4 separate regions of the Mus musculus genome follow, and all the other regions are linked to region 1. Evidence: chromatin contacts called from public ChIA-PET, HiChIP or PLAC-seq and Micro-C data. All regions are on one chromosome and are shown on one strand. The core of a region is the stretch at or near the end of the contact, and the rest is flanking DNA. Distances in the headings are between cores, read along the strand shown. Region 1 holds the start of Rsad1 (radical S-adenosyl methionine domain containing 1). Region 2 holds the start of B230206L02Rik (RIKEN cDNA B230206L02 gene). Region 3 holds the start of Gm35338 (a long non-coding RNA gene). Region 4 overlaps Gm38956 (a long non-coding RNA gene).

Evidence for each region. A called contact is a pair of places that touch in the nucleus more often than the background predicts. ChIA-PET counts read pairs in DNA pulled down with a chosen protein or histone mark. HiChIP or PLAC-seq counts read pairs in DNA pulled down with a chosen protein or histone mark.
Region 2: a contact with region 1 is called in a Micro-C map of embryonic stem cells, with 2.5 times the contacts expected there. The contact joins the promoter of B230206L02Rik here to the promoter of Rsad1 in region 1. A contact is called at or near these places in 3 of 39 promoter capture datasets (cranial neural crest, embryonic stem cells and neural stem cells), 1 of 15 datasets of contacts at CTCF or cohesin (the NIH/3T3 cell line), 35 of 484 Hi-C or Micro-C datasets (the AML12 cell line, B cells, the Ba/F3 cell line and 23 more), 8 of 115 datasets of contacts at active chromatin or transcription factors (embryonic midbrain, embryonic stem cells, hepatocytes and 3 more) and 1 of 9 other capture datasets (embryonic stem cells).
Region 3: a FOXA1 HiChIP or PLAC-seq map of pancreatic cancer cells shows a contact between it and region 1. The contact joins the enhancer-like site here to the promoter of Rsad1 in region 1. A contact is called at or near these places in 4 of 115 datasets of contacts at active chromatin or transcription factors (astrocytes, embryonic stem cells, forebrain and 1 more).
Region 4: an RNA polymerase II ChIA-PET map of memory CD8 T cells shows a contact between it and region 1, with 20 read pairs. The contact joins the enhancer-like site here to the promoter of Rsad1 in region 1. A contact is called at or near these places in 2 of 39 promoter capture datasets (cranial neural crest and frontonasal cranial neural crest), 7 of 484 Hi-C or Micro-C datasets (the HL-1 cell line, the N1E-115 cell line, embryonic fibroblasts and 1 more), 4 of 115 datasets of contacts at active chromatin or transcription factors (effector CD8 T cells, embryonic stem cells, memory CD8 T cells and 1 more) and 2 of 9 other capture datasets (adipose tissue and embryonic stem cells).

The regions. Positions count from the first base shown.
Region 1 is chr11:94,546,150-94,553,535 of GRCm38.p6, reverse strand. Rsad1 (radical S-adenosyl methionine domain containing 1) reads left to right here and starts at 4,329. Exons shown (of 9, transcript NM_001013381.2): 1 at 4,329-4,553; 2 at 4,932-5,065; 3 at 5,173-5,377. The coding sequence starts at 4,419.
Region 2 is chr11:94,129,354-94,136,739 of GRCm38.p6, reverse strand. B230206L02Rik (RIKEN cDNA B230206L02 gene) reads right to left here and starts at 3,284. Exons shown (of 4, transcript NR_167701.1): 1 at 3,185-3,284.
Region 3 is chr11:94,156,533-94,163,918 of GRCm38.p6, reverse strand. It overlaps Gm35338 (a long non-coding RNA gene), which reads left to right and starts at 1,350. Exons shown (of 4, transcript XR_001780294.2): 1 at 1,350-3,376; 2 at 6,609-6,777. RefSeq lists an enhancer at 1,742-5,264. Within about 2 kb of position 4,723, at least 87 of the 459 cell types and tissues checked have an H3K27ac peak or open chromatin away from gene starts, as enhancers often do. A contact at or near this core is called in astrocytes, embryonic stem cells and pancreatic cancer cells, where this site is marked.
Region 4 is chr11:94,270,308-94,277,693 of GRCm38.p6, reverse strand. It overlaps Gm38956 (a long non-coding RNA gene), which reads left to right. Exons shown (of 3, transcript XR_880146.1): 1 at 1-850; 2 at 943-1,009; 3 at 5,939-6,255. Gm38953 (a long non-coding RNA gene) reads left to right here and starts at 6,297. Exons shown (of 2, transcript XR_880145.1): 1 at 6,297-6,937. Within about 2 kb of position 3,268, at least 60 of the 459 cell types and tissues checked have an H3K27ac peak or open chromatin away from gene starts, as enhancers often do. A contact at or near this core is called in memory CD8 T cells and pancreatic cancer cells, where this site is marked.

The sequences.
Region 1 (7,386 bases), core at 3,080-5,579:
AAGCATATACTAACCATCACAGTCCGCTCCCTGGCCCCCATAGGCTTGTCCAAACATGAGTCTATGGGGACCATACCTAAACATAGCATAGTGTAAAATACATTTAGTCCAACTTCAAAGGTCCCCATAGTCTATAGCAGTCTCAACAGTGTTAAAAGTCCAGAGTTCAAAGTCTCTTCTGAGATTCATCCAATCACTTAACTGTATCAACCAAGGCAAGACAGGAGACCAGCTGGGCAAACTCCAAACTCTGCATCTCCATGGCTGATGTCAAAGCAGTCTTCAGATCTTCAACTCCTTTTCATCTTTTGTTGACTGCAACAAACTTGTTTCTCCTGGGCTCCACTCCCTGTTAGCAGCTTTCCTCAGCAGACATCCCATGGTTCTGGCATCTTGGGGTTTCCAAGGCAACTTCAATGTTACAGCTTCTTGTTTCAATGTCTGGGATCCATCCATGATCTTCTGTGTTGTTGTCACTTCTCCAGCTCTGCCCTCTGTAGCACTCTAAGCTCAGGTTGATCCACTCCTTTGCTGCTGCTGTTCTTGGTGTTCATCTCATGGTACTGACATCTCTAATACGTTGGGGTCTTCTACTGCAACTTGGTTTCACCAATAGCCTCTCATAGGCCCTCTTCATGGTGCCAAGCCTCAACTCCTTTGCATGACCCCTTCAGTCCTGGGCCATCAATTGCAACTGAGGCTGCACCTTCACCAATGGCCTTCCATGGCCTCTCACAGTGCAGAGCCTCAGCTGCTCTTCATGATACCTTCATGCCTTCAAAACCAGTACCAACCGCCTCTTACACATTAAGTACAGCTGCTTCAGGAGGTACAGCCTTGGCTATATCTGGAACACAACTTCGTGCTCTTGGAAAACACTTCCCAGAAGATTTCACCTGGGTGGGTAATGCTGGTCTCTTCTTAATTACCACTAAATTCTTAGCTCCAGCTAACCAGCATCAATGGTCCCAGTAGTCCCTTCTATTTTTCACTCTAACGCCAGAGCCACATGGCTGAAGCTGCTGAGTTCTGCTGCTTGCAGGAGCTGGAACATGGCTCCCTTGTTCTATTACATTATCACTCATTTCTTCTTTTCCAGCTCCTTCACTGCCTAAACTGCTCTGTAGATTGACTTTGAACTCAGAGATCTGCATGCCTCTGTCCTCTGTAATGCTGGAATTAAAGGTGTGTACTGCATGCCTGGATCTAAATTTAGCTGGATGGGATCTTGCCCCTAAATCCCTTACTCTGTTATCTCCAAGAACATAGGATTCAGCTTCATTTTACTTCCTGGTGCCCCTTTAATACTTGAACTATATATTTTATATTTTTTCTTTTCTAAGTTTCCTACGCTTGTTCAAAAAGCTCTTCATGAGACTTAACCAGAGAACAAAGTCTCTGCTGGGCTTTTTTGAGACTTCCTATGTCAGTGCAATTAATATAACTCTCTTTACCTTAGACTCAGGTAGACTTTTCAGTCAAGGACAAAAAGCCACATTCTTCACCAAAATACCACAAAAACAGTCTCTAGGCTACATATGAAATTCTTCTCCACTGAACCCTCTTGGGCCAGGTCTGCACAGTTCAAACCATTCTCAGTAATGAAGTCTTCCATATTCCTACTAGGGTGGCCCATTAAGCCCCATTTAAAGCATTCCACTGCTTTCCAAATCTAAAGCCCCCAATCCACATCCTTCCAGACAAAAGCATAGTCAACCCTATCACAGAAATACCCCACTCCCTGGTACCAAATTCTGTCTTAGTTAGGGTTTTACTGTTGTGAACAGATACCGTGACCATGGCAACTCTTATAAGTACAACATTTAATTGAGGCTGGTTTACAGGTTCAGACATTCAGTCTGTTATCATCAAGGCAGGAACATAGTGGCGTACAAGCAGGCATGGTGCAGGAGGAGCTGAGAGTTCTACATCTTCATCTGAAGGCTGCTAGCAGAATATTGGCTTCAGGAAGCTAGGAAGAGGGACTTACAGCCCATACCCACAATGACATACCTACTCCAACAGGGCCACACCTCCTAATAGCGCTACTCCTATTATCACACTTATTGTCCACCCTTCGGTGGGTTTGCATTCCTTTCTACTTTAAAAGATGCATAAAAGGAGACCGGTGAGAGGGATCAGTGGGTAAAAGACACTTATCAAGCTTGATGCTCTGAGTTTGACTTTTGGGACCCCCAAAATAGAGGCAAGGAACTAAATCCCTTGGTTTGTCTTCTGATCTTAAGCATTGTAGTATGGGTGCCCGTACACATGCACACACAAATAAACAAAATGAAAAAATGCAAAAAAAAAAAAAAAAAACCACAAGTATCAGTCATAGCAAGATGGTAGTGAAGGGATTTTGACCTGCCGTTTCTAAAACCAGCTCTCTTCTCCTAACACCGTCTGCCTCCTGAGCCATTAGATCATTGGCAAGAGATGTGACTCTCTTAGACCTAGCTGTCTGAAGTAGGTTTAATTTTCACTGGCTTAGCCCCATGGACAGAGCATTCAGTCCTGTTACATGAAGAGTGTGTATTACAGCAAGGGAGAGAAGAAGGCCAGGATGTCCTGAGGCTGGTGCCCTAGGCTTGGGAGGGCGCCTGGTGTAGATAGAGCCTCATCTGTGTGTGCCCCACTCCAACCGCAGCTGAAGGACAGGAAAACAGCACTCCCTAAGTTGTATGCTCTAGAGCCACATAGTGCTGGGCTAACACACTGAAAGACAATCCTTCTTCTAGAGGGGACCAGAACAGAGAGTGTGGCCTGTTCTGACTGGTTCTTCCTGGATGCTGTACTCCGAACACCTTACTTTCTTGAGGAAGAACTGCTTTACGACAACTCGACTCCAAAGCCCATGATCGTTCCATTCTGGGGCATAGCTCCTCCAAGCCCCTCACATGTGTCCTGCCTCTCCTGCACACACCATTGCTGCGACCTCTTCCATCTGATGCCAAGGACTGGCCTGACTCAGAGACCACAGCCCACCCTCCCTGCCAAGCCAGTTCCCAGTGGAATTCTTTTCTTCTCTTTCCCCTCCCTCCCTTCCTTTAAAAAAATATTTATTTTATTTCATGTGTTTTGCCTGCATATGTCTGTGCACCATGTGCATGCTGGAGGAAGTCTGGAGTTTCCGACTTACAGATGGTTGTTAGCCACAGTGTGTGGGTGCAGGGTCCTCCGCAAGAGCCGATAGTGCTCTTAACTGCTGAGCCAGCCCCTCCAGCCCTGCTTCCTTTTTTCTGAAACATTGTCTCATGCAGTCAGCCAGACCTGGATTATAGGGCTGTTCTGCCACACATGACTTTTTTTTCTTTTTTTTAAACAAAGTTTTATTTATATTTAAATTTTATTTATTTTTAAATATATGTGTTTGTACGCCTGCGTGCCAGAAGAGGTCATTAGGTCACTTTATAGATGGTTGTGAGCCACCATGTGGTTGCTGGGACAGCCTCAGGTTTTACTTTCTCTCTCTCTCTCTCTCTCTCTCTCTCTCTCGTTTGTTTAAACGTAATTGGGTATTTTGCCTGTATGTATGTATGTATGTATACAGTATTTATGCCACAATTATTGATTTTATTATTGTATCTGTGTGTATTATGTGCACACATGAGTTTGCTAGAAGGTGCACCCATGGAGGCAAAAGGACCACTATGTGGAGCGAGGCTCTCTCCCACTACATATTTGGCATCCAGGGACCATTCTGCTTTGTAGGGCAACTGTCCGTTCCTTGCTGAGCCATCATGTCTTTCCCCCTCTTTTGTTTCTATGAGATAGGCTCTCACACTGTAGCCCAGGCTGGCTTGGAACTCCCACAATCCTCCGGGAGTTCTAGTATTCCAGGTGTGAGCCACCGCCCCTGGCTTCCAACGATTTTCTGTTCCTCTAATACCCAGCCCGTGAGCTTCCTTTCCGCTGACTCCCACGCACACTTCTGTAGGCCCACCAGCTCACAGCCAGTTACCTAGTACCGAATTAACTCTTAACTTGGTTAGTGTCTCCCCTGCCAGTTAGACTGACCTGATTTTAGTAGGCCTGGCTTTCAGATCTGAGCCAGGTACACACCAATCTAAGTAACTGACTGAAAAAAACCCAAACAAACAAAGAAATCTTGTATGAGTCAATAAAGTCGCTCTGACACAGGGAGCCAAGAGGCTGGCGGGGCATTCTGCGTCCTTGGCAAAAGATAGACTGGCTGTGTCCTTGAGAACGAATAGGCTGTGTGTGCAACAGTGTCCACCAGGTGGCGCCGCAGACACGAGGCCGTGGGCTCTCTAGCCACTCCGGGAGAGGCAATACGAGGTCACGCAGCCCCTCTGACTTCCGCCAGGGCTATCCACGCGGCCCAGCCCCGGGTACACCCCTGCTGGGCACGCTGTCGAGGTCTCGCATCCCTCCTTTCTGCCGCCTTGCGCGCCATGGTTCCCTCCGGGGTCCGGACCGGCAGATGGGTGGCAGCGGCCAGGGCGGCCCAGCGGCGCCCCCGTGTGGACAGCTTGGGACAGCCTCCGAGTCCTGAGTCCGCGAGCACGCGTGCGGCGCTTTACGTGCACGTGAGTGAGTAGGGGAGAGCAGAAGGAGGCGGTGGCCGTGGCTGTTCCGTTCATAGCCCACATGCACGCTGTCCGTGCCTAACATTACATCTGGTACAACATCTGCCCGCGTCATTCGCCACCGGAATAAGTGTTTGGCCAAAAACCTCAAGTCTGGTGCTTACTAGCTGGGTGTCCCTCTTGGAACCTGTTTTGTCTCACGAAAGTGGGCATAGTAATCTCATCGCCATCTGCCCACGGGACGCAGAGTGGCTTAGTTGTCGCAACCACCGCTGACCAACCTCAGAATGGGAACGGGGATGTGTGAGATAAACCCTGGAAGTGGCCTGGGCAGCCCAGAGCCCCGCCTTAGCTCACACACGCATCCCCTGTCCCCAGTGGCCTTATTGCGAGAAACGCTGCAGCTACTGCAACTTCAATAAGTACATCCCCCGCGGCGTGGAGGAGGGGACCGTGCGGAATTGCCTGGTGACTGAGGCAAGGACGCTGCTGCGGCTCAGCGGGGTGCAGAGGTCAGTACTGGGGACATTAGACAAGGTCTTGGGCGGAGAGGACACTACAGGAGGATGTTCCCCAAGGGTTTTCCCCGGGGTTTTATGTCTCCATCCTCTTCCTCCAGAGTAGAGTCTGTGTTCTTTGGTGGAGGAACCCCGAGTCTGGCCAGTCCCCACACTGTGGCTGCTGTCCTGGAGGCTGTGGCTCAGGAAGTCTACCTGCCTGCCGATTCGGAAGTCACCTTGGAGGCTAACCCCACTTCAGCCCCAGGTCCTAGGCTGGCAGCTTTTGGAGCAGCAGGAGTGAACAGGTTGTCCATTGGTTTACAGGTGACCTACCTCACTCACCCTACCCCAGTGCTCCCAGATCCTAGGATGGTGTTTAGTCATTGAGAAAACATTTCTGGGCACCAGGGTCTAGTACACAGTAGATTGTGTAGTGACACTTTTCTTACTGTTTGTCTCTTGACATATTGGCCCATACACTTCCTGAGGCAGGCTTTGGCATCATCATCATCAACATCATTATTGTTATTATTATTATTATTAATGTCTTCGTTATTTTGAGACAGGGTACCCTATAGCTCAGGCTAGCCTCAAATTTTATATGTAGCCAAGGGTTGACCTTGAGCTCCTGACTCTTCTGTCTCCATCTTAATACTAGGACTACAGACATGTGCCACCATGCCCAGTTTGTATAATAATAAAAATCAAACCCCAAGGCATGTAGGCAAGCATTCCACAAAGAGCTATATCACTAGCTGCCATTATTTTATTATTATTATTATCATTATGACTTTGAGACAGGAGCTCACACTGTAGCCCAGGTTAGCCTCAAACTCCCAGCAGTCTTCCTGCCTCAGCCTTCCAACTCCTGGAATTACAGGCCACAAGGCCCAGCTGGCTTAACCCTTTATAGTCTAGGCGTTTCATGTAGTACCTGCCACATGGTAGGTGCTGCACAGGTGTGGGTAAGGGATGGTGCAGTGGTTAGAGCACTTACTGGGCAAGTGTAAACCAGCCCTTGGATCCTCACCCACCCACACAAACGCTGGCTGGGTATGGCAGCCTGCCTGCAATCCCAGCACTTGAGGGCACAGATGAAGGAATCCGCCCTTCGCCTTGCTTAATGCTGGCTAGCCAGACTTAACCGTATCAACTGTGGTTTCGACTCAGTGAGTAAGGTAGCAAAAAATGAAGGAAGATGGGCTGGAGACACGGCTCAGAGGTTAAGAGTGTTGTTGGCTGCTCTTCCAGAGGACCTGGGTTCAATTCCCAGCACCCACATTGTGATTCATAAGCACCTGTAATGAGATCTGGTGCAGGCACGAATGCAGGCAGAATCCTGTATAATAAATAAATAAATCTATAAAAAGGTAAAGAAGACCCCCATTGTCAACCCTGAGCTTCCACAAACACACACACACACACACACACACACACACACACACACTCACCCCTGCCCTCACACACATGTGAACACATATATACATAGGCACACTTCACATATATAGACATGAAAGAAAGGAAGGGAAAAAAAAATACAGGATGCGGCTTGTTCTGTGATTGGAGACCTGGAACAGGCTGGCAGCCGGACCATGGCACAGTAACTGCTACCTCTAGAGGAACCTCCGAAGGCTTATTAGAGTACTGAGGGGAGCCCAGCCTGATGAAATCCTGGAAGCCTTCCTGGAGGAAATGATGTGTGAGTGAGACAGAGCAGGTGTTGACCAGGTTGGAGGGGTGTGGGAGGAAAGGGCACAGGATGTGGAAGAACTTTGCATGTTTGGAGGAGAAGCTGTGTCATTCCTGTGACTGGAGAGGCTGGAGACAGGCCGCCAAACAGGACCGAAAGCCTTCCGCTCCTGTGGGAGTTTGGGGTTTCTCCCATTGGAGAGCCTCTGAAGGTGTGCTTATGAGTCAGGAGAAATCTCTCTAGGTTGACCTCTGGTGACCTCTGGTGTTTGGGTATCTGGGATTGCCATCCCTACCACGCCCATAGGTGCTTTGCTTCCGGTGAAGTGCTCCACCTAGGGTTTAGGGTCATAGAAGAGCTGCAAGGGGTGTGTGTGTGTGTGTGTGTGTGTGTGTGTGTGTACCATGTCTGGATGCTCTTGCTCAAAATGCTTCTTTTTTTTTATCCCCCACCCACCCTGTTTGATTTTTTGAGACAGGGTTTCCCCGTGTAGCCCTGGCTGTCCTAGAACTCACTCTGTAGACCAGGCTGGCCTCACACTCAGAGATCCGCCTGCCTCTGCCTCTTGAGTACTGAGATTAAAGGCCTCATTGGCCACCACCACCCGGCTTCTCTCTTTTTTATGACAAGGTCTTACTGTCTA
Region 2 (7,386 bases), core at 2,035-4,534, 420 kb after region 1:
CCGGGCCTCAGTTTCCTTCCTGAGGGTTCTTGGGGCCTGCACACCCAGGGGTCTTGGGGAAGGACACCTAACCCTGCTTTACAGATAAGGAAACTGAGGCTCACTAAAGTGGTGAGGCTGGGAATGGGGCAGGGCAGGAGAGGGGTAGGAGGTAGCAGGTCCCCTACTGTGTCTTACACAGTGGCATTTTAGCCACTAAAGACTGAGTGAGCCCTGGGCCTTCTCTGGGCCCTAGGCATTATGGCTCTCAAACCCGTCTAAAGGAGTGCCTCCATATACTTTCCTACTAGTGGGGGGCAATCAACACCAGTAGCTGTGCACCCCCCCATCACTGTAGCTAGAAGCTTGGGCTCCTCCTACCACAGGCCAGAGGCTGGCTTCTACTCCAGCAGAAGGTTTGTTTTCCAGCCAAGGCATCACGGATTACTGGCTCAGACTGGCTCCTCAGCAGGGCTGGAGGGGACCCCAGATCACAGACCTGGTGGGTGTGAGCCTGGTCTTTGTACCCACAAACTGAGATCAGCTTTGGGGGTGTTCTTTCTCCTACTGTTTACTAGTTTCCCATAAGAATAATAACCACCCTCCATAACCTTTGTAGTCCACAAAGGACTTTCACAAACATCCTCTGGTTTAGTGCTCACCCTAGGCCCCATGACAAGCTATTCATACACCCATTTTATAGACTGAGAAACTGAAGTCAAAGGGAGAGAGATTCACAATGAGTCTCAGATCACAGGGCCAGGCCGTGGCTGGCGCTTGAGCCTCTCTGATCCAGACACCTGCCACAGCAGCAGCTTTCTCAGGGAGCGTGGTAGCCATGTGACTTCTCAGAGGACAGCCTGGGTCCTGCAGCCAATAGTGAGCCAGCAATGCAGCAGCCCTCTGCATTTCCAGCCTGTAAGATGTGAAGCCTACCTGCTACCTGCTTGTTGCTGTTGAGGCCGGGGGAGGGGAGGGCACAGGGAAGCAAAGGCGACCAGCACTGAGACCACAAAGGTGACCACAGCTAGCCATGGAACACTCGGGAGGGTCTCCGAGAACAGGGCTGGCTGCTGTTGGTGCTGGGCTCTGGCCAAGGAGTGGAAGGACTAACATTTCCTGGAACAAGAGTCTACCAACCATGCCTAGGACCAGCTGCTGCCGTGTGTGGCTCTGCCCTCAGCAGGAGAAAGGAGACAGTATAGTGAAGTGTGAGGTTTTCTCAAAGTGACATAGGGTCTGAAAGACACTTTCCCCTGGGGGTGGGGGGCACGGGGACAGGGACACTCCTAGTCCCTCTGGCCTGCATGAGTGCACTCAGCATATTGGAAAGCTGGAGTTGCTGGCCGATCCCAGTTGCTTTTTTGGAAATAGTAATCAGAGAGACCGCTAACACTGAGGACCAGCCAGCCACCCTTTCCTCCAGTGACTCAATCTATAACGAAGTTGTTTTCTGTATGTATGTGGACGGGGCTCCCTTTTCGTATCTTTTTCTGAGACAGTCTCATTAGGTATACCGCACTGGCTGGCCTGGACCTTGTGATCCTCCGGTCTCAGCCCCTGCAATGTGGGGATTATAGGTGCCTACTGCATAAAATGATCTGTGGTTATTTGGGTTTTTTGTTTTTATTTTTATTGAGGGTACCAGGATACCTAGAAAACCTCTCCTGGGGAAGAGGTTGGGATCATGCCCCACGTCACCCATGCCACAGAGCCTAGGCTTCCTCGGGGAACCTGAGCAAAAGGAACATTCCAGTGAGTGTACTGGGAATTCTTAGAAAAGTTTCAGGGCCATCTATCTGTGCCATCTATCCTTGACTCCTTTCTGACCGGGATCTGTGGGGAAATGTCCTCTTAAGCCTCTCAGCCCTCCTGGGCTACAACTGTCTCCCCCAGAGCCCTCAAATAATCCGGTCCCTGTGAGGAGACATTGGGTACAGCTGGCCGCCTGCCCCTCTGAGAGGGCATGCTAGTAATGTCAAGGCCAAATATAGAGGGAACCAGATACCTCATGGGCCCAGGGCCTAGGGAGCCCCATGGACTCCACCGCACCTGCCCCACCCCCAGCTCTTTCGGAGTCCTGCAACCTCCACCCCCTTCCAGCCTGGGCAAGCAGCCAGGAGACTGGCATCCCCTTCTCCTGGCCCCAGTCCACTTGGGGACATGTCCCAACAAGTCCAAGCACAGCAGGAGGCTGGCCCAAGGGTGTGGGGGGCAGAGTTTGCGCTGGGCGTGCGTGCCTGCGTGGGGACACCTCTCCAAGCCCTTTTACAAGCGTACCTTCCCACCTGGCTCTCAACACCAGGAGGCCAAGAGGAACCACTCCTGCCCTTGGTTCTTTAACTTCCTCGGGAGACCAAGACCATAAAGCTGGGGTGGGGGAGACCAGAGAGCCAGGTCAAACCCCAATAAACTGCTGGACACACCGAACTGCAAATAATTAGTCCCGATTGCCTCCACCGTCCTCTCTGGGGAGTGAAAGGTCAAAGGGCAGAGTTGCTGACGCAAATGTCAAGGGAGACATGTGGAGGCTTGAAACAGCTGGGATCCTGCTCCCAGCGAGGTCACTAGAGCCCTGAACACTGTGTCCCCCCCGCCCCCGCCCCCCGCCCCGGGCAACTGGGAGAGCTGTTCTCAAAGCACCAGAGGTGAGGGGGCTCTGTGGCTTTTCCCTCCTGGCTCCAAGGTCACCGAGACCTGATGGAGAAGGTTAATCAGGCTCTTGGGGAAAGCTTAACCTGCCTGATACTCGGTTCTGCTCGTGAGCCTCTGCTACCTCTACAAAGAGGGAAGAGACCTCTGTCTCCTGTGAGGGGAATCCTGGCTCCAAACCCTCTTCTCGGTTGGCACACCTTGGCAGCTCTGCCAGTCTGTGCACAGTGGCGACCCCCAGCGGCTGGATTAGGGCTTGAACTTGGGGCTGGGGCTAGGCTGCTGCCATCCTAACACTGCAGCCTGAGGCCCAGGCCAGGGAACATGGGACATAGCAAGAGCAGCTTGGCTTTGGTCAAGAATATTTACTAAGCCTTAATTTTTTCCTCCTTGAATTGTGGCTAGACCTCAGCCGAAATAGCCCACTGTTAGCATAATAGGGTCAACATGTCTAAGGATGAACTCCGCCTCCTGGGCCCAAACCTGCTCCTCCTCCGGACTTCCCTGTTTCCATTAATAGCACTGCCACCACCCAGTCCCTGGAGCTCCGAACCTTGTCATCTTCAACTCCTCCTCTCTGGACTGGGCACCTGACCTGCCCCTCCTCAGTCTTCAGGCCACCCTTCCGTCCTCCAGCGAGTTGGCCTTTTTACAGAGCCACTGGAGTGCTCAACAGCGCCACCTATGGGCCAGACCCGATCACATGACCCAACACCTGCTGACTTTGTAACCTGGGGCAAGTCTCAGCTTCCTTGGCTATAACTTGAGAGTGAGAATAGTCATTTGGTAGGATAATGTGTGACCCAAGTGACAGAATGTACCTGAAAACCCTATCATGTAGGATGTTCCTAGGCACAGGAAAATTTTACACACCCTGTTCTCCAAAGCCTCTATTTTATAAACAAGGAACTGAGACCTGACAGGGGCATTGAATACCAAGTGTCTTTACAATACACTGCAGAGCCAGCTAGGATGTGGAAGCTCCTGGAAGTTTTAGTGTGTCTCCCTCCCCCATCATTCCACTCTAGAACCCACAATTAAAAGCTGCCGCTGGCTTCATTAGGCCCATCCCCTGCCTTCAGGGGGAGGGACACCTGCCAGGTGTCCAGGTCATTAGCCATAGGAAGTAATCTTGAGATGTGACAAGCACAGGTCACATACAGCAGTCTGAGTCAGGGAAGCCATGTGCAAGGTTCCAAATGGGGCTGAGCATACAGCCACCTGCTTGAGGGGCAAGGCCTCATTCCAGAAGTTCCAAAGGGTAGGGGTCTCTGGTGCAACTCAGCTGCCCTGAGTGGCCTTGTACCTTTAGTGGCCATGTACTTCTTAGGGTCAGGAAGTGAAGTACAGGCTACCCCAGCTTGCTGTTATCCAGGCCTTCTTCCCTGTGGGAAGATGTTCCCTTCATTCACCCTGTGGATAGGACTTGAATTCCACACACTCCCTTCAGATGAATGGTAGGAGACCTGCCTAGGTCATAATCATTACCAGATTTCCCTGAAGAGGCCACAGCAAGAACTGCTGGTGAAAAGGCTTTTAGCATGAGGTGGATGGACCCTCCTGGAGTCCTTGTCACCTGTCCTCTAAGGCCATGGCTCTCAAGTGGATGGTTGCTTTTGTATTCCCAGCGGACACTTAGCAGCATCTAGAACCCGTTTCTCTTGTCACAAATGGAGAGTGGGTACCGCTAGACATTTTTAGTGGGTCAGGACCAAACATGATGCTCTAAGCCTCTTAGGGCTCAGGACAGAACTGAAGACGGGCCAGCCAGCTGACAGGCACAGGCCTGACCTCCAGCTTTTGTAATGATCTTTGGGTTCTTGTCCCCCTGCCCAGCCCAGGGAAGTTTCTAGAATAGTCCATGCTGACTTCTCAACTCTTTCAACAAGGACAAAGAGGCCCTGGAAAGACACCCAGACCTGGACACTCCCCATCCTGTTTCATGAGCCTTGTTGTCCACTGGATCTGCATGTAGTCCCTGGCACTGAATTCATTAGGGGAAAGCTGAGAGCAGTGAGGTACAAAATGGCTCTCTCAGCTCTCCTTAGATTCAGCCTGCAGCCCCGGGAGGGAGGTGAACTTGTTGAGGAGCAGAGGCAGGAATACCTTGTCAGGGCCAGGAAGCTTCTGCAGCACTGTCTAGTGGTCACATGTTCTCCTTTGGCCTCTACAAACACCATTCCTATGTAAACCAGTGCCCTGAGACTCCCTGGTGTCCCCAAATGGTCTCTAGGGTCTCCGCCTGACCTCTAGAGCTCTGCTAGGGTGTCTTATACAGCCTTGGTATCAGAGCCTCTCAGATAACCCAGGTGTCTGCCCCGAGGTAACTGACAGTGACCCTGAGATCCCATTCTGGAACTGCCTACCTTGTGGGGCTGGGGACTCATACAGGCTCACCCTCTGTCTCGTCTTGAGGACATCGCATTCCTCACCATGGTGATGGACCCCTGGAGGAAGGAGAAGCCCTGAGTGCCTGAGTGCAGGTGAGGATCTGAGGGGTCTGGAGTTCTAGAAAAGCCACTAGCCTCAGGGGTCACCTCTGTTTGGGGTCACATCCATTTCATGGAAATTTGCTCCATGGCGCTTAATCTTTACCTTTCTTTCCATTATGTTGCCACTGTGTGTGTGTGTGTGTGTGTGTGTGTGTGTGTGTGTGTATGTGTGTGTGTGTGTGTGTGTGTGTGTGTGTGAGTGATGTGGGAGGGAGGTACGGGGGCATGGCTACCAGCTTGCTTCAGTGTTGCAGCCAGCAGGCCACCCTCATCTTCTAGTCTTTTATCTGTATCGGCCCGGCCCGGAGCTGGGGAGGGACAGTGAAGGACTGGCCTTCCTGCCCAAGGGTTGTTCCTGTCATTCTGTACTGGGTCAGGACCTCCAAAGAAGGTCTGGGAATTTGACTTCTGCCTGAAAGGGGTCTCTGCATGAACCCCCAACTCTCCGGCTAATCTAGTCCCTCCCCAGCTTCTCTGTCATTTCCTGACACAAAACTCTCTGTCCCAAGCAACTTACCTCGCTCTTCCCTTTCTCTGCCCATGTTGTCAGGTCATGCCAGCTGGGGGGATCTGGACTGCACAGGGTCAGTCCAGGGTGGAGTTTTCAGTACCAGATGGTAGGGGGGAGTTACCTCCCTAGGGGTACTTCCAATGTTATTTGGGGCATTCATTTCCATCCATCTGGAATAACTGTGAGTCCTCTGAACCTTAAACTCCCTGAGCTTGGGGCTGCCAATCCCTGCTGTTGAGATGCCCCATCCTTCAGCCTGTGCTTGCTTTAGCCAGCTGTGTGACACATGCTCTCTTTGTGTTAGCATCCTGGAGAGGGAATGTTGAATGTTGGTGAAGCTCGTCTCCCTCCATAGGGCCAACAGTCAAAACCTCACCTACCCCAACCTTCTGGTGATGTCTACTTCATCTTCTTTACCCTCAGGAAGATCCACTAACATGTAACACCCATTACAGATGGAGGACTCCCCCACCCCATTCCATCCCCGGCTGTTGAGAATCTTTTTCAAGGCAGAAAGCTATCCTACAACCCATCTGGTCCAGCACTGTTGTGTTTTAGAATTGAAAACCAAGGTTCAGAGAGAAAAAAAGACCAAGCTAAAGTTCTGGCCACACAGAGCACCAGGGTTGTTGGAGGGTTGTTGTGAGTCTCTTAGTGGCAAGGGCAGTGGCCTAGCAGGTTCCTGTGACAAGTGCAGAGAGGTGAGGGGAGTGTGACCTTGGAGGGTTATTCCAGGCACACAGACACATGCTCTCCCCCTAATCTTTACCCCCTCCTTTCTTTCCAGCAGCAGCTATAAAAGCCAGGAAATAGCTGTGGATTGATGGCCTGTAATGGGCTTAGTTAGCTCTGTGACCTGCTGAGTTATGTAACTCCTAGTTGCTATCAGCTTGGATAAAGTCTCCATTGAAGCAACTCACTAAGCTGACTCCATGGCATCTCCTTGAGTGTCTTTAGAGGCAGGCGGCAGCAGAAATTCGTCTGCAACTTCAAAGACCAGAAATCGTGATGTGGACATTTCCAAAAATCCTTTAAGCCAATGTTTTTTGTACCCATCTCGAAACCCGCTCACCTCCGTAGCAGCCCCATGCTTGGATGCCTAGGCTTTGCCTTGGTAGAGCTGAGCAGAGGTGTTTTCCTTCCCCTACTGAAGGGATGAGGAAGAGAAACAGGGCAGTGAGCAAGCCAAGCACTGCCGGGGCAAGGGAAGCCCTGAACAGGCTCATCTCTGCTGTTGCTGCGCTTGGCTTCTGGCTCACTGGCACTTGGAAGGTTAAGATCAGAATGGCGCCACCTTGTGCTGAAAAGGGAGAATAGCCCCAGTTCTTCATAGCACAGTGGGTCTTCTTTATCACCCATTCCTTTCCTGCTCTGGAAGAGGTGGGGTCTTGTTATCCAAGGATTCCCCCTCCTTAAATTTCATTTCTCATCCCACCATCTCAGTTAAAGGGACCTAGGAAGAAGGCGTCTAAAGGTGTTGATGCTTGCCCAGTTTCTGCCTGTCTCCAAGGTCTCTGAGGAAACACAAGTGCCTGAGATGTTCCCAGGCAGTAGAGCCACCTCTTTGTGAAGAATGCCTTACATTGCTGCTCCTAATTCTTTGTGAAGACCTCTGGGCAGCTTCTCCAAAGCCGCAGCATGGATGGCATGTGTGCTCGCACGGATGCAGGCATGCACGCCTGCTCCCCCAGGTGCAGACCAAACCAGAGCGTGAAGAGCCAGTAGCTGAAAATCCACTTCAGAATTTGGAAC
Region 3 (7,386 bases), core at 3,474-5,973, 390 kb after region 1:
TGTCACCTACCGGCCCAGCCTCAGTGGGTGCCAACGCTATAAGGAGACAGAAGGGAGAAAGAGGCCTGCCATGCCAGCCGAGCAGAGGACAGCATCCACGGAACCTTGAGAATTAGAGATGAAGGTGCTAATTCCATCCCCTCCCAGACAGTGAGCAACTGGGAGGGCACTGCATCTTCTCAAAGATAACCCGCTCATCAGCCAGGCCTGGGTCACTTCTGTCCCCATGGAGCCCTAGCTGGGACTCACTTGCTTTCTTGCTTCCATGGCAATGACTACCTCCCTCAGCGGGACTTGTGACGGAGTGATGATTTAATGTGTGTGAAAGAGCCTTGGGTGGGGCCTGGCACACAGTGGGCCCTCGGGAGTCCCGCCCAGGGCTCTCCGTCAGCCTCAGAGGAGCAGGTGACCTAGGATTCCCCATGAGAGACAGGGCAGGCTCACCATTCATGGGGCCCCTTGATGCCAGGCTGGGGTGATGGTGTCTTTACTGAAGAATTTTCAAAAGCTAGTAGGAGGTGGATCTGGGGCCATGGGGAGGTTGAACCAAGGACAGCTGCCCACAGCAGGCCACAGCCTGAGTTCTGCTACCCTGAAAGCCGATTTGGTTGCCATGTGAAACCTTGTTATGTAAATCAGCAGTGGAGCCTCTACTCTCAGGTCAAAGAAATAGGAATGGAGCCCCACCCCACAGCTTTTAACCAGCTGAGTGTGGGTTAAGGGCAGAGCAGGTGGCCTGGGTGGGGTGTGCTGGGATTTTCCCCAGATGTCTTCACGGAGAGGGATACCAGGCGCTATACACCTTGGGCCACCTGTCCAAGGGTGGAGACACAAGGTCCTATTACTCTAATGAGTGGGGAGCCTCCTGCTGCCATTGACACAGTTCCTCCATCTCTGAGGCAAAGGGGAAGAGTGTGGCTGGTTTCCAGGACCCAAGGCTGACCACCATCTTTTCATGAGTCCAGTTCCACGAGGCAGCCAACACTGCCTTCTGCTTTGAGAAAGAGTGTGTCGCAGCCACACAGTTTGTTTCTGCGGTCCTGTGCTTCTGTCTCAGAAAGCGTGTTACTAGCCGGGCAGTGGTGGCACACGCCTTTAATTCCAGTGATCAGGAGGCAGAGGCAGGCAGATTTCTGAGTTCAAGGCCAGCCTGGTTTACAGAGTGAGTTCCAGGACAGCCAGGGCTACACAGAGAAACCCTGTCTATAACAACAACAAAAACAAAACAAAACAAAAAACAACAAAAACAACAACAACAAAAAGAGAGGAAGAGAGAAAGAAAGAAAGAGAGAGAGAAAGAAGGAAAGAAAGAAAGAAAGAAAGAAAGAAAGAAAGAAAGAAAGAAAGAAAGAAAAGAAAGTATGTTGCTTTCCACAAGGCTTCTGGTTTTCCTGTTCTCCCCTACCTGTTTTTTCCAGGGCACCCAATGGGTGACAGTGCCACGTCCAGGACACTGGACTGGAGCCACCTTTATAGAACCGGTTTGAAATCAAACAATGCCGTGGTACACAAGCCAGCTGAGCCAGAGGTGTCCATGGGCCAAGAGGGGCAAAGGCCGAGAGACCAGAGCAGAGCATGGTGCATATCCAGGGAGCTCACCCTTGTTTACCAGGGAGCTAGGAGGTGACCGATGGAACTGTGCCACCCCAGGGAGCATGTAGATATCTCTCCTCACCTTGGAGGTAAAAGAAGGGGCTCCTGGGTGGGTCGGGTGAGGGGAGCAGGACAAGGGTCTACAACCTTCTGAACCTGTGTCGGTCGGGCTGGGGCTGTCCTATAAGCATGGTGGCCTTCAACCCAGGTATCCTCTGCCCCCAGACGGAACTGAGAGTGGGAGGTGAGCGAGCATCTAGAGAGGGTGGCTCTCGGTGGAAATTGAGTAGAATGGCAGAAATAAGTCAAGCCCAGGCCTGGGGGGTAGAATGCTTGCCTGGCATGCAAGAAGCCCTGGGTTCAATTCCCAGCACTGCATAAACTGGGTCAGGGTGTCTTCCAGCTGAAATTTCACTACTCTGGAGTTAGAAGCAGAGGGGATCCAGAGCTCAAGGTCACAGTACCCTTGGCTACATAGTGAGTTTCAAGGCCACCCTGAGCTTTAAGTTAAATAAAATATCCTTGCAGGTGGATAATTTGAGAAGTTCCCAGACCCTATGAAGACAGCCCTAAGGGACAAAATATAGTGGCAGGAGTGAGCTGGGCAGCAGATAGCTAGGTGGACATTTGAATCCACCTAGAATTGGCCCCAGCTGTGTGACTAAGGACTTGGGGGCCCTCACCACCATGTGTACTAAGGTAGGGTGGGGATGGGGACCTTAGTCAGAGTTTGGGAAGGTATATGGCCTAGAAAACCTTCTGGACATACGCGTAACGAGGAAGCCTGCTTTGGACTCTCTGTTCCCTGTAGCCTGGTTTCCCTTTTGCCTGGCACACCCAGCAGGCAGAGTCCAGACTCGCTGACCTCAAAAAGTCCCGCCCCTCTAGCCTTGTGCTTCTGACTATTCATTTCCTGCAGAAGGCTCAGGGTTTTGCCTACTGGGTAAAAAGCAGAGGCAACTCCACCCAAGGGGCCCACACAGAAGCCCAGGGATACTCTTGTCTGCATCCCAGACCCCACGCCCACCCCTGCCCCCGCCTTGGTGCGACCCCGTGCCCCCCGCCCCGGTGCAGGGAGGGAGGCACCTGTGCCTGGCACGCCTTCCTGCTGGGTCTGGACTCACTATCTTAGAACTGAGCGTGAAAACCCAGAAAAGCTCTGAGCCACCATCCAGCCCCTAAAGTCTTCCTTCTTTATCTCTCCACATCCCATTCCATCCCTCCCTCCCTGCTAAGGCAGGGGCGAGGATTCGACCACTGATAATTGATTGTGACTTCTCTCCACGCAAGCACAGGCTCACCGAGGGATAAAACACGAAGGAGCCCAGTGGTCAAGAGCTCGGGCTGCTCCCACATTTCCCTGGAAATCACTTAAAGGTGCCAGCATAGGAGACGTCACAGTGTGCCCCACCCCCACCCCAGGCCTGCAGAGTATGCACGGTTTCAGTCCACCCTCACTTAAATAGACTGTAGGTTCCCTTTGTAGGTGAGGAGACTGACAAGCCCTCACTGCAAGCCAAGGGCAGGGCTCCGTATGGAATTCTCAACAGGCCCGTCTACTCCAGCATGGCTGGCGAGTCCCCGACAAGCCTTTCTCCACATCTCTGCAGTGTGAACACCCAGGCGCCTCCATTCAGAGCCTGGCTCCGTAGCCAAACGAGTCTAGTGATGTCATCGTTGCCATGGAAACTCTCTCCAGGCGTCAGGCAGGACCAACCTCCCCTGAGCAGTTTCCCTTTGTGTGGACTTTGCAATGCGTTGCCAAGGCAGTGAGGCCTGCTGGGTGAGTTGGCACAGGGCAGGGAAGGCAGACAAAACCCCACACTGCATCCCAGAAACCACCACTCACAGCACAGCAGGAGAGACGGGGCTGCAGCTGTAATCTCTGCTGGGGTGGGGGGGTGGCAGCGGTGAGGGGTGTGGCATTTAAGAGGGGATGGAGACCTGTTCAAAACCCCTGATGCCAATTACCTTTGAGCGTGGTTAGCGGGATTCTGACCCCTGTATCTGCAGGGCCTGGATCTTGTGAAAGGGCAGACAAGCTCGGCAGGGTGTGAAGAGGAATTGGTGGTTTGGCTGTTTGAGTGTAAGTCACTCTGAGAATCACTGCTGAAGAAAGAAGCCCCCAGGGAGTACACTAGCTGCCTTAGTCCCTCTTGGCTCTCAGAATCCTCCCAGCAACTCCGGGGAAGGGGACAGAAGAAACAGGGTGCCTTCTGTACTTCCAATTCTGTCACTGGTGGTGGCGTGGGATTTGGGTTTCTTTCAAACACTATATAGCTCGTTGTCCTTGAACTTGAAATCCCCCTGTCTCAGCCTCCAGAGCACTGAGATTGCAGGTGTGTGCTGCTATCTCTGGCTTGTTTACCTCTTTGTTTTTCTTATTGCTTTCTCCTGGTTACCCGTTTGTGCCTAACACAGTTTAGATTCAAAATGGGGGCGGTCCAAGTTCCCTCGCTGAGGCCTTTTCAATCCAGGTTGGCCCCCCCGCAGCCTGGGATCTATCGGTTTTAGAGAAAGAATACTACTCTATCTTTATAGAGTAATCCTGCTCTGTCTACCAGGCCCTCCAACACCCGGATCTCAGCCAAGGGATTGCCACAGAGTCTGCCCCTCCCTCCTGGCTGCCTACAGAGGCTCCAGAAGCTATTGGCTAGTAAGGAAAGCCAGTGTCCTGGCTAATGTCTACAAGGCCACCTCCATCCCAGCTTCAAGTCACACCCTCTTTTGTCCTAGAAGCTGCAGGGGCCTCTTCGCTCCTAGGTCATTTAAAAGGCCCCTGTTCCTTGCCAGTGCCTGTGGCTAGCAGGCCCTTGACATGGTGCATAAAATCTTCCCCGTGCCCCTGTTCTTAGAAACCTCCAGGAAGAAACTTCATGACCTTTGCTGGCAAATGACAGAGTCTCATGCTTAGAGCTGAATGAAGGCCATGGCGTTCCTGGGTTCACCCGGAGCCTTCCTGCTTTCTTGGTCACCTTCTTCCTTAACTTCCCAGGGGGCTGAAGGGGAGGGCTCCTGCTCTACAATCCTGTGGGCTAGGCTACTTGTTCAGGCTGGGAGGAGACAGACTCTCGGTATGTCCTTCTGCCCTGAGCCTGGGCTCCTCCTCCGTCACCCGTGTGTCTCTGTTGAAGGTCTACCAAGTCACATGGTATGATGTCAGAAAGGGTTGTGGGGTGAATGGCTATGGGGTTCTCAGGCCGTACTGGGTGCGCCTGCCTACAGCCAGACAGCATCTGGACCAACCGTGACCCACCTCTGCCTGCCATTCTTTCCTGAAGCAAGTATTTCCTGACATCTGTGCTTTGTGCTATGAAGGCTTTCCCCCTGCTTCCAAAGGTCCCAAACAAGCCAAAAAGGATGAAGGAAAAAAAAATGTATGAAAACCAGGCAGCTCACCAGGACTTCTGCCCACACAGCAGCGAGGAAAACTGCCATCAGCAACGGTGGTCAGCGCTAGCTCAGCCCGTGGCACTGTGACAAACACCTTTGTTCCATTTTCCAAACTTCCTGTACTTTAAGACCGTGTTTTGGTAACAGAGACTCCCAAGGAATGCGAGCACCGAGCTTGAGAGCACATGGCTTCTAGACAGCAGGAAGGGAGGCTGGGGCGGAGGTCGGCTTCGACACCTGCCCTCCCCACAGGGGCATGCCCAGGACCAGTGAAAAGTGCCCCCGTGAGGCTGCCAAAGCTCATAGTCCTGGCGGGGGGCAGGGGCACCCCCTGGAGACACAGACCTCGGTGAGAAAGTCCAGGGTGACCAAAGGTCACAGATGACAGTCTTACCCAGGCCTTTGAACTTCGTCTTTGGGGCAACAAGCAGCCTGGAGAACTGAGAGGAAGAAATGAGGGTACACATTGTCCACAAGGGTGGGGTAGCCCTGTGAGCTGGCTTAGCCAAACCTCAGTTTAGTCATCCATAAATGGGGACAAGATACTTTTTACACAGACACAGGCAGCTGGGAGGATATCTTTTATTATCTTATGGTTTTGGTTTGGTTTGGTTTTTGCTTTTTCGAGACAGGGTTTCTCTGTGTAGCCCTGGCTGTCCTGGAACTCACTCTGTAGACCAGGCTGGCCTCGAACTCAGAAATCTGCCTGCCTCTGCCTCCCAAGTGCTGGGGTTAAAGGCGTGTGCCACCACTGCCTGGCTTTTTTCTTTTCTTTTCTTTTCTTTTCTTTTCTTTTCTTTTCTTTTCTTTTCTTTTCTTTTCTTTTCTTTTCTTTTCTCTTCTCTTCTCTTCTCTTCTCTTCTCTTCTCTTCTCTTCTCTTCTCTTCTTTTCTTTTCTTTTCTTTTCTTTTCTTTTTTAAAGGGTCTCATTATATAACCCGGATTAATCTAGAACTCACCCTGTAGCCCAGGCTGGCAATAAACTTTCAATCCTCCCGCCTCAGCCTCCTGAATGATGGGATTATAGGCATATACCACCACATCTGGCTCTGTTGAGGGAACTCAATGGCTTAAGTCCCCTTAAGTCCCTATCGGATCATGCCCCAAACAGACAGGGGATGCAAACAATGCTTTGGAAAACCAGATGACTGCCCAGCCATGGCTCTTACCGACTGGGGGAATCCTCTCCACACCAATGGGAGGTGTAAAATCTTCCTGGGTCTCCAAAATCTGGGCAAGAAGGAACTCTCTGTTTCCAGGCTTCCTGATCCAAGCTGCAGCTCAGAGCCCCGGCCCTGGAAGCCTGAGGCTTTCTTGTGAGGATCCCTCAGGGGCCCAGGCTATGGAAACTGCCACAACCTGTCCTGCCATAGCCAAGCAGCCGCCTGCCGGAACAAGATGGATTGTGGCTTTGGGGGGGGGGCGGGGAATCCGATGCGTAAAAAGCCTGTGGAGGTCAAATGAGCTCCATGCGGGTTGCGATTTCCCATCTAAATGTTAACATTGGCCTTGCTGAAGTCACGCCTCTGCATTTCTGTTGTGAACCTTTCTGTAGACTCTTTCTTCAAAGGGACAAACCAGAGTTTAATGGTGGAAACCTGGGGCCCTTTGTGTGACCCTAGGTGGCATCAAAGAAGGTGGCACCAGCTGGATCTGCCCACAGACGCCTTCGAAGGTCCCAGGGGATCTATCTGAGATTTTGGCCACTACCTGAAGTATGGAGTTTTGCCAGCAATAAGGAGAAAGCCTTGTAGGAGGCAAAGGGCACCCACTGGGACCTGGACGATCATGGTAAATATCTGCTTATAGCCTTGCATTTGGGGTTGAGGAGTGTATGTGGGGTTATCTTCAAAATACTGCCTCCAAAGGAAGGCCTAAGGCGCTTAGGGTTTTCATTCCCTTCCACGTTCCTTGCATTTGAGTCTTTAACCAAACAGGAGCCAGAGCAGGAGATAGGATCATGGTTTTTCCATTTTGCAAGATCTGGAACTGAGGCTTCACACGTAACTTAGTCTAGATCCCACGGAGACCAGCTTCCGCCCCAAGAGCTGGGATCACTGTAAAGCAGGTTTTTCCAAAGGGCTGCCTCTCGCGCTAGTCTCTCTGAGGAGGCGGTCAGCTATTATGGATGGTGGAATTTCTCTCCCTCTGGAAGTTCTCTTATTTGCTTGTTTGCTTTCAAAGAGAACCTTGCTATATAGCTCAAATGACAAATGTGGTTTGAATGTTCGTGGATATGGCTAAATTGCCCTCCAATAACAATACATGTGTCAACCTAGCACCACAGTGAATTTGGAGGCAGGGTCTCTCACCAGCCTCCCACTGTTTATTTAGTAAGCCCCAGGGATCTACCCATCTCTTCCTCACCAGCCCTGGGATTAACAAATGGAAACATCCAGC
Region 4 (7,386 bases), core at 2,019-4,518, 270 kb after region 1:
TAGTTTGAAACTGCAGTCTCCAGAGAGACCTTAGTCCTCTGCTGGCCTCCAACATGAGTGGCTGAACTGTGCATATGCCGTCTCTTTTAATTCTAGCCTCCAAGTAAGTGTGAAGGAGTATGTCGTTTTCGTTTCGACTGTGGAGGTCAGAGGACAGCTTTCCGGAATCCTTTCTCATGTTCTACCCTGACTCAGGTTCGGATTCAGGACACCAGGTTTGAGCAGCAGTTATCACTACCTGATGAGTCCCTCATCTTTCACTTTTGCATCTTATTTCCACGTGGGCAGTCAACACTTAGTGAAGATCTGTTTCCCTTCTATCTTCCCAGAATGCCCTTCCCCAGACCCGGATCCTCTAGAATAGTCACAGAGCTGAGTTGGGTTTTAACCCCATACAACATGAGCGCTCCTCTCTCCTCGCTGAGCTCTGAGTACCAGCTGAACTAGGTACTCCGACGCAACGCATGCGCAGGGAAGTGCCACGCTGTTATTTCTCTCACATCCACGAGGGGTCGCACAACGCCTTCCAGAGTTCGCCCCAAGAACCTGCGCCTTAGTAAATCCCTTCCCTCCGGAACCTCCCATCTCTCCCAACACCACCTTCGGGTTTAAAGTTCCAGAGCTGTATTCCTGGTTGTCCCAGAAACCTATCCGTGCAGCCGCTTGGCGTGATTTAACTGAGCTATGGGAAGCATGCAGTCTGACTCCTTCATTCAGTACCCTATACTGTGCTTTCCTCGTCAGCAAAATGATAATCCCCACTGCGCTGAGCGCTATCCAAGAGAGTGGGGAGCCTCATCTCATTTTGAGCATGGTGTCCAGCACATTCCAGGAGCCCGGTATACCCCAGGTGCCTACTGAAAAAGTCATTTTACCTAGATGTCAAACTCTCCCTGTAAAACTCACCATGTCCTCCTTGGCTTTTGTCTTCGTGGGCACCAGGGGCAGCAAGGTTTCCTGAGTGAGATCTCTATAATGGAGGCAGACTTCAGGCCCTCAAGTCAGACGTGTGAGTGTTTTTACTTTCTGTCCATGGAAATTTTCACCTCCATCTCCTTTTCCCATGTTGCATGGCGTGAAAGCATTCTTTTCTGGAAAAATTCAAGGTTGCCTTGGCGAATTCTAAGTGTCCCTCCTCCTTCTCCTTCCAGTTGGAGCCATGGAGATAGCTTCTGGTTTTGGATGCTAATTTGTTTTAGTGGACATCTACAAAGACGGCCTCTGGCCTCACTCAGCATCTTTTGCAAATGTCTATATATTTCAGATACATCGTTGCCAATGTCTACCGTTGCTGGGTACATCCAAGGAGTCTATGGTCCATCCAGACCTCAGACTGATTGACCCTCAGCGTCTTCTGACCCCAGAACCTTGTCTCAGCCTCTTGAGGAGGAAATGGAGGACTGGGCTATCTCGGTCCCTCTCTTTCCAGACAAACCATATAGTCCACCATGTCCAGTTTATGTGGAGATACGTGTAGGGTGTTCTGGGAATGTTGGTATCTCTGTCCCCTAACTTCTGTGGCACCCAGATGCTGAAGCTGGGGTGAGGCAGGAGAATGCCTCCCATGGTTGGGGTTTTGCTGAGGCAAGGCTCTGAACTCCAATGTTCAGCAGTCAAGCTCCCACAGCACAGCCTTGATAAACTAAGGCATTATGATACATCACAGGCTAGGATGATACACCAAGAAAGAAGCCTGGCTGACAATTCCAACACTAGCCTGTCACACCTTTTACCCTGTTTTTTGGTACTCTGGTACAGGCTGACTCATCTTCTCCAGGACCGCAGGGTTTGTTTGTGCTCCTGGTAACTTGAAGGGTGGAGACAGGGCTCTTGGATGTGGTTTCTAAGAGGTGAGGTGGGGTAGAAGGTAGACAAAGACGAGCTACTGGTTGTACACAGCAGAAAACCAGGCTGGCTAATTCTGCCCAGTGAGAATTTTCTGGAAGGGTGACTGAGCAGTCCACAGAATCACCAGGTAAACTAAGAAGACCCATCTCTTAAATTGTCCAGGAACCCATAAGACTGCAGTAGAACCACAGGAAAGGACTCTAGAGGACCGTCCTGCTGCCCCCAGGGTCAAGTTGCCCCTGGATGCTGTTGCTGGGGACATGATGAATGGCATCTCTGATGGCCCTGGCTTCTCAGGGGGCCCAGGTTCAGTGCCCACGAACTCTGTAGGGATGTTGTGAGGGATCTTTGGCCTGTAGGGGGTTCCCATTCTGGATTAGCCCCACCTCCACCATGGTGTGTAGCTGCTAAGCAACCAAAACCAACAAACACCAACCTCTGTAATTTCCCTGAATTTGCCATTGCCAAGAGGCAGTCTCCAACCTGCCTCCCGTAGGCAGCTGGCTACTCAGAGTACCGCTTGCAGATGTGGGTCAGAGACCTCACGAAGCTCGGTGAAGCCGCCCAGACAAGTTGAGTGCTTCTAGAGAATTCCTACGCCAGCCTTCTCTCCATGGCTAGGGCCATTGAACTCTGTCTCAGGCATGGTTTAAATCTTTATGTAGATTACATTGGGTCTTATATCTGTTTTGTTTTGTTTGTTTGTTTATATGTGTGTACGTGTGCGCGTGCACACAAATGCCAATGCTGACACACATGTACAGCCCAGAGGAATACACCAGTGGCTTGTTTGATTGCTCTCTTCTTATTTCTGGGAATCTACCTGTCCCCACCATTAGAGCACAGCCATGCCCAGCCGGGGGGCCTGGGGATCCAGGCTCAGGTCCTTGTACTCTCATCTCTCTGGCCCCTGAGAATTAATTTTAAAGTTTGACAGCAATGACTAGGATTAGACAGGTAAGCTGTAACAGGAAATAAGAAGTATTGAATGTCTTGGGAGAGAAAGGGGGAATGCGATTGAAGGACCTGAATGGGGAGCTATGTGACCGGCGGGTAGAATCCTCTGAGTGACTCAGAACTCCTGTCCCTGACTCAGCCCACCTTAGGAGCAATGACCTCACACTGCAATCTGTGTCCTCTTCCTGTCCCACTTCACTGATCTCCCCATTTCCTCGGCCCCTCAGTTAGTGTGTCCTTGGGGCTCAAGGCAATATGAAGTCTCATGCTACACTGCTCAGTCTTGCCTACACAGCCTAGCTCCCAGGTCTCCTGGATCTGGAGCCTGCAGACTCAACTTGGCTACCTTTCCCTGGGCCACAGTCATGCTGGTCCTTGCCCCCACCCCCAACCCCCACCCCACACACACCTGCCGGTGAGGCCTGTGCACTGGCTGGTCCACACTGTGAATGGACTTCTGCATCCCCGCTGCAGGCATGCCCAGGCATGTTCTTGCGGTGAGGCAGAGAGCTGATAAGGCCTCAGCTTATCTCCCTGAACTCTGTGAATGTTTCCCTGGCCAAAGAAAACCCATGGCTGAGGCCAGAGTCCATATTGGGAGACAGCAGAAATTGGTGGTATACTCTGAGACAGGGGGATTGGAGAACGTGAGACCTGCCATGAAGGCCCGTGCTCCGAGTCCTTTGTGCCCAGTAGATCTGCCTCTGCCAGTGTCTCTGTCTGTTGGATGCCCTCTCATTTTTGCCCTGTTAAGCGTGTATGCCAGGCTTGCCTTGTGCCAGGCCCAGTTCTAGTCCCTGGAGTATGCCAGCACACAGTAGGATTTGTGCGTGCAGCACTTACAATTTAGAGATAATGACACCTCATAAACAGGAAAACCAACACTGGGCAGGGCTACCAAAAAAAATGATCCGAAGAAGGTGCTGTTCCTTCTTCGATGAGGTAGGCAGGAAAGGGCTTGCTGGCGTGTTTGAACTGAGAGCTCATGAAAAAGAGGGAGCCAAGCCCACCGGTGGGAAAGAAAGTTCCAGGTCAGGACAGTGCAAAGAACCAAAGTCTTGGAACAGTAGCCTGTGTATGCGAAACACATGGCTACATGGCTAGACCAGAGTCAATGAGAGATAGACAGTGTGCATGTTCGCATGCATATTGTAGCATCTGGTGAGGACTCTGGACTCTATTCCACGTGTAAGAATAGTTGTCTGAAGCAGTCGATAGGGCAGGGAGAAGCAACCTGAGTTTGTCAGGAGGTTCCTGTCTGCACAAGAAAAATGGGTCAGGGAGGGGAGAAGGAGAGCAGGGGCCCAGTTAGGAAATGTTGCCACCTCGGAGGTAAAGCTGGTAATAGTGGTGGCCCAGGAGGTAGCCACGCTCAGGAGTCACTTTGACTCTGTGACCCTGGTGTTTGCCAGTGCTGGGGAGGACAGGAGACAGGAAGGGGATGGGACTGATACTTTGAACCTGAACGCGTGGGCAAACAGAGTTGCCACCTGTAGACCTGGTAGGCACTGTTTGAGATCCACCAGTTCTGCCGAGAGGAAGGTACGTCTAGGCCCTAGACACAGAGCCTGGTTTGTGAGCGATCACGGGGCCTGTCGTAGTGATTGGGGGAAAAGGAAGCACAATGCCATCATCTGCCTCACAGGGTCATCTATGTCACTGTGCTCATTCACTCATTCAGTAAGACTTGAGCGAGCTCCAGACGTAATAAGCCAGACACTTGCGCGGGTTCCCTGGGAAGAAGAGAACCCTAACGAGACAGTGTTGCAGGCTGGAAACAGTGTTGCCTTGCTTTCTTGAGACAGTGCCTGGAAACAAAGTAGCTGCATTTTTCTACGTTGTTTCTTGACTTTTTGGTCAGGAGACAGATAACCAGGAAGCTAATGTATGTAAAAGGGGCTACTGTAAGGCCAGTGTGGTGCTATATACCAATCAACCCATTACAGGAAATAGAGGCAGAGAGATCAAGAGTTCAAGATCAGCCTGAACTGTGTAGTAAGACAATACCTTGTCTTAAATAAATATAGAAAAAAATACATCTTATATGAAGGTGGGTGAGTGAAAAGAAGATTGGGCCGAAACAAAGACAGTCTCAAAGACCGAATCCCAGACTCCTCTTAACCCAATTCATTTTCACAAAGTGGCTGCCTCATCTTCAGGAAGATAAGAAAGGCAGAGTGGACCATAGTGACCCTCGGGGGTCTTTCGGAAAGGTTTTTGTCTTGCAAGAACAGTGTCCTGAGACAAGGCTGCCCTTGTGAAAAGAGCCTGGTTGCCAAGCTCTGGGGATTAGGAATCTCAGTGAAACAGAACAGGTGTGTGTGTGTTGGGGGTGGGGGACACGACAGTAGGCCCCTCAGTAAAGCTGCCGACCCACTGCAGGATTCTGAGTGTGTGCAAAGGAGGTGGCTGGCTCTGCACCGTTTGAGGGTTTCTGCTATGTGAAGAATGGTCTTTGTGCTTTCTGGCTCCTCATCCTGCAAGGAATGAGGAGTGGAATCCCAGGTCTCCAAACGCTCATAAAACAGAGTCCCCACCTCAGTCCTGCCACGACACAGATGGGGGACCTCAAGCAATGTGGTTACGTGGACAACAGCACAGTGATGTCATTAGATCGGATTTAGAAGATGCAGCTTCAAACGATTGTGGGGTCGTTGGTGCTTGAGAGGAGGTTAACACGAGAATCTGAGCTGGGCTGAGTCGGTACAGGGTGGAGAGAGAATGATTTGTGAAATGGAAGTGATTCAAGGAGCCTTCATGGAGGAACTGGTGACAGCCAGGGCCGTTTCTGGGCTTTATAGATTGGGCGCTTGACAGAATGAACGGTTCCCTGAATCACAAGCCAGAGAAGGAAAATGAGGCTTGGTGGATGGGATCAAGTTAGACTCCATCCTGCAGTGTGAGAGGTCCGACCCACTGCTTGAGATATAAGGTTTGGGGAACACATAAGACCTAAAGATGCTGAACCATAGGTCACTGGAACCTGGGTGGGGTTGCAACAGAGCATACAGGATGGAAGGTCTGCTATGGGGAAGAACAGGAAGTGGCAGCAAGTGTCCTGGGGACACACAGAGAACGGAGACAGATGGCTGAGTTCCAGCCAATGGAATAAGCATGATAATGTTTCTTCTAGGTCCGGCTCATGAAACTCTACCCCCAGCCCACCAATTCTCTTCCCCAGGGCTCCGAAGATTTCTTCTGTAGTGGACCAAGAAGTCATGTCCTGAAGCTCTGTGAGCCGGGCAACCATCACGACGCGAATGCAACCCAAGGCCAGCGATAAGCTCAACCCACTGCAGGAGTCTGCAAATGAATAAAAATCAGACGTGGTGGGAGAATCCTGTAAGGGTGGCACTCAAGAGATGGAGGCTGCCAGGCCTTTAGGTGGATCTCTGTGAGTTCGAAGTCAGCCTGGTCTACAGAGCGAGTTCCAGGACAGCCAGGGCTACACAGAGGAACCCTGTCTCAAAAAACAAACAAACAAACAAACAAACAAACAAACTCAGCCAACCAACCAACCAAAACAAAACAAAACACAAACACAAAAGAGATGGAGGGAAGAGGATTAGAAGTTTATACGCTTAGCTGTATAGCACGACCTTGTTTTTTTTCTCTCTCTCTCTCTCTCTCTCTCTAGCTCATGCTGGGTTAGTACTCTGTAGCCCAAGGTGGCCTTGAACATGTGACCATCTTCCTCTTTTACCTTCCTGAGAGATGGGACCCATGAACCTTCATGGCTGACTTCCTCTCTCTCTCTCTCTCTCTCTCCCTCCCTCCCTCCCTCTCTCTCTCTCTTTCTTCTTTTAAAATGTGCATCAGTGTTTTTCCTGCTTGTATGTCTCTAAGTGAAGGTGTCAGATCTTGGAGTTATAGACAAGACAGTGGTGAGTTGCCATGTGGTTGCTGGGAATTGAACCTGGGTCCTCTGGAAGAGCAGTCAGTGCTCTCAACCACTGAGCCATCTCTCCAGCCTCTTTCTTTTCTTACAACAGGGTCTAACATACTCGTATTGGATTGAACTCATCATGAGGCTGAGACTGATGTCACTGTGACTGGTCATCATGCCTGGTTTTCTATTCTTGTTTCTTTCAGTCCTTTGAAGTTTTGTTTCTGGACTTCATTCGCAGGCCAGGTATTGACAACAGCTTCTCAGCTTCCCTTATCCACCATTTTAGAACATTACATTTTTACTTATTTTGATTCTGTGAGTAGGGATGGGAAGGGGTGCCTGTGAGGGTTCTCTCCATCCACCGTGTGGGCCTGGGGAGGGGAGGGGTGTGGAACTCAGGCTTCAGATTTGGCAGTGCGTCCCTTTAACTGATGAACCATCTGGCTGGGTCTCCCTTTTCAAAGTGAGAAATAAACTTACATTGTTTCTGGCAATGGAAATTTGGGAACTTCTCTTTTATATACGCTTATGTCACTTTATCTCAGTACCAAAGTTAGCATTGGTTATGTGGGTTCTTTGAGAGCAATGGATTCCTTCTCGGATCTTGATGACTTTAACCAGGAGTGCTAGCTATGGTCAGCCGTTGTAATGGTTCATATAGGAATGACCTTCATAGGCTCAAATATGTGAAT